Regions from separate parts of the Mus musculus genome. Here all the other regions are linked to region 1. A link is a contact called in public HiChIP or PLAC-seq data. All regions are on one chromosome and are shown on one strand. Each heading gives the region's core, a stretch centred on a gene start, on an enhancer-like site or on the middle of the called end of the contact. The rest is flanking DNA. Distances are from core to core; before and after follow the strand shown.

Region 1 (2,801 bases), core at 103-2,602:
TCAACTAGGGAGAAAGGGGCTCACCTCAGCTTATGTGCTGGGTGACAGTTCAATACTGAGGGGGAAGTCAAGGCACGAACTTCAAACAGTCACATCGGCAGGGAAGAACAGAGAGAATGCTTGTTTACTCTGCACCATACTCTGACCTCCTGCTTAGGGAACGATGGTGCCCACCATGGGTGAGATCTTTCCACATCAGTTAAATTAAGATACGCACCCCCAGCACACACACATACACAGACAGACACAGACACACAGACACACACAGACACACACACACAATGTAGACAGTCCCTCATTGAGACATCCTTCCTCAGTGACTCTAGATTGTGTCAAATTGTTGCTTAAAACACCCTTGGTGGGTGGAGAGATGGCTTAGTAGTTAAGAGCAAAGGCTGTTTTTTTTTTCAGGAGTCCTGAGTTCAATTCCCAGCATCCACATGGTAGCTCGTGACCATCTATAAAGGAATCTAACTCCCTCTTCTGTCATTCAGGTGTACATGCAGCAGAACACACATACATAAAATACAAGAAAAAAAAAAAAAAAGAAAGAGACAGTCCATAAAATATTGAAACAAAACAAAACAATCTAATCCTAAATTAGTGTGATGGATTATCAAGGTTTCTAGTTGATAGTGCTTTACAAAGTTTTTTATATTTTTAATTTGACACAGAGTCCCAAGCTGTTATTGAACTTTCTATGTATCCTAGGTTGGCCTTGAACTCCTGATTCTCCTCTTCCACTTCCCCGGCACAGGAATGACAGGTGTGCACCACACACCCACAATTATGTTGTACTGGGGATGGGACTCAGGTCTCCTGCCTGCTTAGTGTTTGGATTTTTCAGACTTTCTCTATTAGCTCAGGCTGGCCCAGGACTGGGTATAGCTGAGGATGACCTTGAACTATTCTTCCTGCTTCTACCTCCTGAGTACTGAGATGATACCTATGTACTGAGAGGCCCAATTTGATATTATGCTGGAGGTGGAACCCAGGTCCTCATTCATGGAAGGCAAGTGCCTACTGAGCCACATCCTCGGTGTAGCCCTTCCCGCATACAATTTTAAAGTCCTTTTATGGGAGAGAAGGCGCTGGCCCCAGTATGTGAGCTAGAGATTCTGTGTTAAAGAATTGCAGGCAGCTTTTGGGTAACTGACTATTCAGTTGATTTCAGGAGATCTATTTCACAGCAGCAGGAGCCATAGGCGATGTCTGAATGGAAATTCATAGTATGCAGCCATCCAAGGGAAAACACTAATTTTCTCCAGTAAACAGAGTAAGAATTCTCCACCCAGATGCCTGGCTTTGTGGGGCTGCCAGGGTATGTGTTTACAAAACCACTTTCTCTTTCTCTTGTCTTGTGTTTGTGGTTTTATGATCTGGTTTTGGGAGCGCTCACCCAGGGCTGAGTGTGACCTGTCAGGCCACCTGCCCCCATGGCCTTCCTGTCTATTTCTGGCCTTCAGTGTGAGCTTGCTGAAAAGCTAGCATGACTTGAGGTGATGTCAGACTTTTCTTTAGAAGGGCACAGTGATTCATCTTTGTATTTAATGGGCCTGTGTCATGTTAGAAGTATGACTGTAGTAGTTTTTGTTTGAAATCTAATAAGGAATTTTGCACCTGCCATCTGGAGGCCATGTTCCTTCTGTTCTTTTTATTGTTTTTGACTAAGAGTAGCATTGAGGGGCAGGAAATAGGTTTTGCAATATTGCCGACATCTGCCCTGAGGGTCTGTCATCTTTCCTCAACTTCATTTTTTTTTTCTTCTGTGAGCCAGAGATAGATATGAGGCAGCTATACTTGGCGGGTCCAGTTTTGTATTCGTTTTCATGTGTAATTGTGTGTATATGTTATAGTCTCATGTGGCCTTGAGTTCACTGCACAGTTGAGCCTGGCTTTGAATACCTGACCATCCAGTCTTTACCTCCTGATTTCATCCTTAGGATCACAGGTGTGTGGCATGATGTATGGCTACATACATATGGATATGCATAAGTAGGTATGTGTATATACATTGGTGTCATGATTGGTACCCCCTTCTTCCATCACCTAAAAAATTATGAGTTGTGGGGACTGAACTTGAGGTCTTCATGACTTGGTGACACATCCTATAATCACTGAGCTTGGTCCTTGGACTTTTCTAGGCCACATTTTTAAATGTCAGAAAGCATCTAAGAGACATGGCACACACGTTTCTTTGGTTGTATAAGTTTATACTGTAGCCTTTTCTTTTAGAGAAGGGAGAATCAGGTTTAAAACATTTTAATATTAATTTACTTTTTATTTTTGGAGCATGACATCTGTCAGTTTTCATTGCTAACTCTAAACAATCTAGAATCATTTGGGAAGAGAGTCTCACTGAGGGGTTGTCTACATTGGGTTGACCTGTGGGGGTTTGTCTTAATCGCATGAGTTCTTACCGCCGTGGGCAGCATCATTTCTGGGGCCGTATAAGAATGGAAAAGGTAACTGAGCACAGCTTGTATGTGTTGGTCCCTAGATTGGATTGTGGTTGCTTCAGAATCCTGTCACATTGATTTCCCCAGGAATTGGGAGCCAAATAAAGTTGCTCCTGTTGTGGTCTTAATCCCAGCAACAGAAATGAAACCAGGAGGGTGCGTGTTTGGTTTCTTTTCTGGTCTTGAACTCGTGGACTCAGGCCACCCTGCCAATTCTGTCTCCAGAGTATCCTAATGCCTGAGTCAAACTATTTTCAAACTACTGTGGTTTGAATATGCACCATCCCTGATAGGTTCACATATCACACTTGGGGTGTTCAAGCAGATGGGATCTTGTTTTGG
Region 2 (2,801 bases), core at 198-2,697, 110 kb before region 1:
GAATTTACAGTCACAAGAAGGGTGCTTAAAGGTGGGTACAACTTGGAGTTTTCCCTCAGAAACCAGGGTGACTCTCTTGGAGGGTCAGCCCTGTGGGAGCCACATTCAAAGCCTGTCTCCTACCTAACTCACCACCTCCGTTAGAGTGGTCAGCTCTAAATCCACTGATACATGGCTCCAGGGGTCGCCTTCCTACACCCGAGAGTGCACAAAGTCAACAGAAACTGAGGAAACTGTAGTCTTGGGTGTGCCTGGTACAAACCACAGCCTGCCTCCTCACCTCACTCCATTCCGGCAGTTGTTGTGGGAGGTTCCTCAAACTGGGCCACAAAGGGAGCCACCAGTGACTCCCCAGGGTTAAGGGCCTACAGCTGGAGGGCTATTGAGCAGAGGGTGGTCCCCATTTGGAAGACCTGGAAAGATCGGCTTTTCAGCAGATGTCAGCCTTAAAATTTTGCTTTGCAGACAGGATTCTCCAAGTCTGTGTCAGGCAAGGCTGAACAAAACCCCAGAGCCAATGCTTTGAAAGGTGAAGAGGTCAAGCTGCAGTGTGGTGGTATGCGTGCATACCTGTTACCCCAGAACTGGGGAGGCACAAGTAGGAATGCTGGGAGTTGGAGGCAAGCCTGGACTGCATGGTGAGACCCAGATTCAAAAGCAAAACAAAACAGAACAAGGCAAAACACGGACACCTGCTGAAAAGGCGCTTAGACTTCCTCCCTCATCCCTGGCCCCCTACTCCTCCGTCCCCACACAGGCTTTGCTTACAAAAGGTTCCTTCAGACTCCATCATAGGTCTCCTCTAGACCAGGTGGCCTCTGAACTCCCTATGTAGCTGAGGATAACCTAAACCTCTAATCCTCCTGCCTCCATCTCCCAAGTGATGCTTGACAGCGTACAACACCCAGCTTTGACTTATGCAGTGCTGGGGATGAAACCCAGGACTTTGCCCATGCTAAGCAAGCACCCTATCAATTGAGCTATCTCCCCAGCACCCTCCAGGGTCATTTTAGGATTCCTGATCTCTGCAGTGCAAACAGCTGCCCCACTCTCTTACTGTTGTGTCCCGGCTATAGGAGTCAATCTCCTGCCTCACAGACTCTCAGACGTGCAGATCCCGAAGTGCCCACCACTCTTCAAGATAGTCACTCACCCATGAGTTCCCGATTCTTGCTCAGGTAGGTAACTGGCTTTGTTAACAGCTCTTGCAGCTCCCATGTCACACAACCAGGGTTTCAAGGGACACATGAGCCAGGCTAACCACAGAGTGGCTCAACTCTGCCCAGTTTCCTCTTTCTAAGCCACCGGCTTTTTATGGTTGTCTTCATCAATATTGAGCAGCAGGCAGCAGGGGTCAGCAAGGAGAGGAGAAAACAAATGGAGGTGGGTTATGAGGATCTGGGAGTCCACCCTCAGCCTGTACCTGCCGTAGGCGTCACGGGGAAGTAAAGTAAAGAATGTAAAGCCTCCCACGAGGGGAGGGGAGGGGAGGCAGCAGCACTGAACCCCCACCCGGCAGCTTCCTGTGGCGCCAACTGCTGAAGAGGAACGGGGTGTGAGGGCCTCACCCTAACACTCGGGCACACAAACAGAGACACATGGGACATGCAAGTCACATGTCTCTAGACAGACACACGCTGGAACACACATGGGGACAGACACATATGTGGGTGTGTGGACCCATGGAAACATGTGGAGCTGAACGCTGGGTTTGTAAATGTCTACCAGCGATCATTCTGCTTGGTATCTGTCTGTTTTCCCGGTGTAAATACTGCCACTACCGCTAACTCCACTTCTTCAACTAACGCACTGTTACCAGAGCTGTTAAGGTTAGAGCTTGAGTCCTGGCAGTCTCCTAACAAACCAGATTCAGCGACTCATTCTAAGAAAGTCAGTCGAGGAAATGGCTCAAAGGGTCAAGTGCTTGCTGTGCAAGCAAGTGGAATTGATTTTAGTTCCCCACCCCCACCTGACTAAATAAAGTCAGGGTGTGGTAAGGCCACCTGTGAGAACTCCAGTACTGAGCTGGCAGATAGGAGAATCCCAGGGAAGGGCAGGCTACCCAGTCTGATCCAGTGTTCCAGGTTCAGTGAGAGACATTGTCTCAAAAATAAGTGCATGTGGTGGTGCACGCCTTCAATCCCACTGGGCAGGCAGAGACAGGCGCACCTCTGAATCTGAGGCCAGCCCAGTCTTCAGAGGAAGTCTAGGCAACCAGGGCAAACAACAGTGAGAAGTAGAAAAAATGTATCTATTCAGGGTTGCTGCACCTGTAAGAGGACCAAACGGCCCCCTGCTCCTCCCACCTCTCCCCTCCAAGTCCATCCTTAGAGACCTGGTATTAGATGTAGGTTTAAATAGAAGGCAAGAGGTATGCGCAGGGCTGGAGAGATGGCTCAGTGGTTAGGAGTGCTTGCTAGTCTTCTAGAGGACCTGAGTTCAGTTCCCAACACCTACACTGGGTGGCTCATAACTGCTTAATTTCTGCTATAGAAGGTCCTGTGCCCCTTCTGACCTCTATAGGCACCCAACACAATTGCATGCACACACACGCACATATCCACACACAGACAAACACACATACCCCAGACAGTTGCACACACAAGCACATATTCATATACAGACAAACGCACATACCCACAGCCACCTGCATATATACATTCATATATATACACACACAAACAAATACACATACAGGTACACGCACACATATGCACACATGTGCACACACACATACACACTTAATAATAGGAATGAATATAGACTATCTTCACTCCTACCAGGATGGGTACACCAGTACC
Region 3 (2,801 bases), core at 136-2,635, 81 kb before region 1:
TCATTTGAGATATTTCTTTCTAAGTTATATTTAACTTAGAAAGCCACAAGATCATTTATATATGTATACATACACGTATGTGTGTGTGTGTATATATATGCACTGATATAGCTATATGCATTGAAGACACATCTAAATGAGACACCCTGTAGAAGCCCACACCTGAGTCTTGGGACTGTGTAGTATCTTTTTCCTATATAATTTTCTGCCCGCTGTGGTGGTGCATGCCTTTTAACCCAGCACTCAGAAGGCAGAGGCAGGTGATTTCCAGGTCAGCTTATGCTACAAAGTGAATTCTAAGACAGCAGGGCTGTTACATAGAAAACACGCCCCCCCCACTCCCCGTCTCAAAAAAAAAAAAAAAAAAAAGAAAGAGAGAAACAAAGGAAGGAAGGAAGAAAGAAAGAAACAGAAAGGAAAGAAGGAAGGAAGGAAGGAAGAAAGAAAGAAAGAAAGAAAGAAAGAAAGAGAGAGAAAGAGAGAGAAAGAAAGAAAACAAGGACAAACAAGAATGAAATGATAAAGACCACCAGGGAGGGAGGTCACAGGGTAAAGGTGACTGCCATGAGGTCTAACTTGAGCGCCTGGGACCACAGGTAGAAGGGGAGAAGGAGCTGCTTCAAATTGTCCTCTGACCTCCAGAGACACACAGTAGCATTCAACACCCACCTTCCTGCTTAAAGGAAATACACTGTAACAAAGATTGGAACAACTCCCAGAAACTGCTGGGCTGGAGAGATGGGTCAGTGGGTAAGTCATTTGCCATTTAGCCTTGAGGACCTGAGTCCGTACCTTAAGAACCCAGTTAACAGCCAAACAGTGTAACCGAAGTCTGCAGTCCCCGACTTCTACTGTGAGATGGCAGGCAGAGGCAGGATTGTCCCCAGAAGCCCCAGATTGCCACCAGACAGTGGCAAACAAGAGGGACCCCACAGAAGTGAGGGTGGGCACCCGATTCTCTAACTTCCACACATGGTATTCGTGGTACATGAGTGACTTACATATACCTCTCTCTCTCTCTCTCTCTCTCTCTCTCTCTCTCACACACACACACACACACACACACACACACACACCAAGATTTCGTCTATGAAGGAAACACATGACATTTGGTTTTCTGAGCTGGTCTTTGCTTAACATGGGGATTTCTAGTTCCATCCATTGTCCCACAAAGGACACGACTCATCCTTCTTCATATCCAAATTGGCATGCACTGTATTTCCTGTATACATTCCTTGTAGGTGGACATTTAGCCTGATTCTGACTCTTAGCTGTTGTGAATGGCATGACTAGTTTGCTTTCTGTTGCTGTGATAAGCACAATGACCCAAAGGATCCTGGGAGGGGAGGATTTACTTCATCTTACAGGTTGCAGTCCATGACAGAGTGAACCTAGGCAGGAACTAAAACGGAAGCCTTGGGGAAGTACTACTTCCTGCCTTGCTTCTCACAGAACCCAGGGCCACCTGCATAGGCATGGCACTATGCCCCATGGCCACAGATCAAAGGAGGCAAGTCTTCCACTGAGCTTCGTTCTTCCCAAGAGTGCTCATTACAAACACGGATGTACAAATATCTCTGTGATGTGGTGTGTGTGTGCTTGTGCATGTGTGTATGTGCATGCTAACTTGTGCACAATTATGTGATGTGGGTATTAGTGGGCATTAAGTGTCCTCATTACCTCTGGCTCCCTGCTCGTTCCTTTGAGGAAGGGTCTCAGCGCAGGAAGGATGTAGCTGGGTCACACAGCAGTACTATTTTTAGCCCTTTGAGGGGCCCCCAGACTGACCCCCACAGTGGCCGCAAAAGTTTATATTCCCACACACAGTGGATAAAGATCCTTTCCCCAAGGAACTGTTTTTGACAAACCCCGAGTCTTCAAGGACTGGTTTCCCAGGTCAAGAGTTACTCGAGGTTGGGGACAGCAGAGCCTTACTCCCTGTGACTCTTGACTGAGGACCCACCCCCTCTGCCGTTTCTGGACTGCCAGGGAAACCACAGAAGACTCAAGAACCTCAACAGGAAAACCATGTCTTAATATAACTGGGAACTTAATGTCCTTATAATTCAATGTCCATGACTTAAAGCCACTTTCCATGGCTGTTTGGAAGGAGTGCCTTATATGTGGGTTATACCATTATATCTTGCTCTATCTCTGTGAGTGTCCTGAGAGTCAGGTCTCTGTGGCCCATTTTGCAGAAGCAGAAGCTAAGAATAGATGAGGCAAGGCTCTGTAACACACTGTCTCCTGGAGGCTGCAGTGAGTAGACCCTCTTAGAGGCTGTCTTAGGGTTTCTACTGCTGTGAGGAAACACCGTGACCAAAAGCAACTTGGGAAGGAAAGGGTTTCTTTCAGCTTACACTTATACATTACACTCCATCCAAGGGGAGTGAGGGCAGGAACTCAGACAGGGTGGGAAATGGAAGCAGAATCTGATGCTCAGGCCACTGAGAGGCTCAACTTATAGGCTTGCTTGGCCTGCTTTCTTACAGCACCCATTTCTCCTGCCTAGGTGTTGTGACCTGAACATGTGGGAATAAAGATCTCAAAAGTCAAGGTGTCAAGGAGGAAGATGGAGGATGAGAAATAAAGAAGACAGATAGTGAACTGGCGAGATGGCTCAGTGGGTAAGAGCACTGTCTGCTCTTCCAAAGGTCCTGAGTTCAAATCCCAGCAACCACAGGGTGGCTCACAACCACCCGTAATGAGGTCTGACGCCCTCTTCTGGAGTGTCTGAAGTCAGGTACAGTGTATTATGTATAACAATAGATAAATCTTTGGGCCAGAGCGAGCAGAGGTCC

The links. HiChIP or PLAC-seq counts read pairs in DNA pulled down with a chosen protein or histone mark.
Region 2: a contact with region 1 is called in a BATF HiChIP or PLAC-seq map of CD8 T cells, with 13 read pairs. The contact joins the promoter of Arhgef18 here to the enhancer-like site in region 1. A contact is called at or near these places in 3 of 484 Hi-C or Micro-C datasets (nephron progenitors, pro-B cells and trophoblast stem cells), 2 of 115 datasets of contacts at active chromatin or transcription factors (CD8 T cells and memory CD8 T cells) and 3 of 9 other capture datasets (adipose tissue, liver and pancreatic islet).
Region 3: a CTCF HiChIP or PLAC-seq map of pro-B cells shows a contact between it and region 1, with 2.6 times the contacts expected there. The contact joins two enhancer-like sites. A contact is called at or near these places in 2 of 39 promoter capture datasets (both in liver), 3 of 15 datasets of contacts at CTCF or cohesin (CD8 T cells, large pre-B cells and pro-B cells), 8 of 484 Hi-C or Micro-C datasets (the C10 cell line, the G1E-ER4 cell line, bone marrow-derived macrophages and 4 more) and 8 of 115 datasets of contacts at active chromatin or transcription factors (the 230-238 cell line, CD8 T cells, the HPC-7 cell line and 5 more).

Annotation. Positions count from the first base shown.
Region 1 is chr8:3,245,977-3,248,777 of GRCm38.p6, reverse strand. The region is part of intron 2 of Insr (insulin receptor); the gene reads left to right. Among named protein-coding and RNA genes, the nearest start is that of Insr, 32 kb to the left of the region's middle. Within about 2 kb of position 1,352, at least 100 of the 459 cell types and tissues checked have an H3K27ac peak or open chromatin away from gene starts, as enhancers often do. A contact at or near this core is called in the 230-238 cell line, CD8 T cells, the HPC-7 cell line and 4 more, where this site is marked.
Region 2 is chr8:3,352,083-3,354,883 of GRCm38.p6, reverse strand. Arhgef18 (rho/rac guanine nucleotide exchange factor (GEF) 18) reads right to left here and starts at 1,447. Exons shown (of 29, transcript NM_001370668.1): 1 at 1,154-1,447. The coding sequence starts at 1,157. It overlaps Gm30369 (a long non-coding RNA gene), which reads left to right. Exons shown (of 5, transcript XR_870091.2): 2 at 1-31; 3 at 1,077-1,178.
Region 3 is chr8:3,326,680-3,329,480 of GRCm38.p6, reverse strand. No RefSeq gene overlaps it. Among named protein-coding and RNA genes, the nearest start is that of Arhgef18, 25 kb to the left of the region's middle. Within about 2 kb of position 1,385, at least 59 of the 459 cell types and tissues checked have an H3K27ac peak or open chromatin away from gene starts, as enhancers often do. A contact at or near this core is called in the 230-238 cell line, CD8 T cells, the HPC-7 cell line and 1 more, where this site is marked.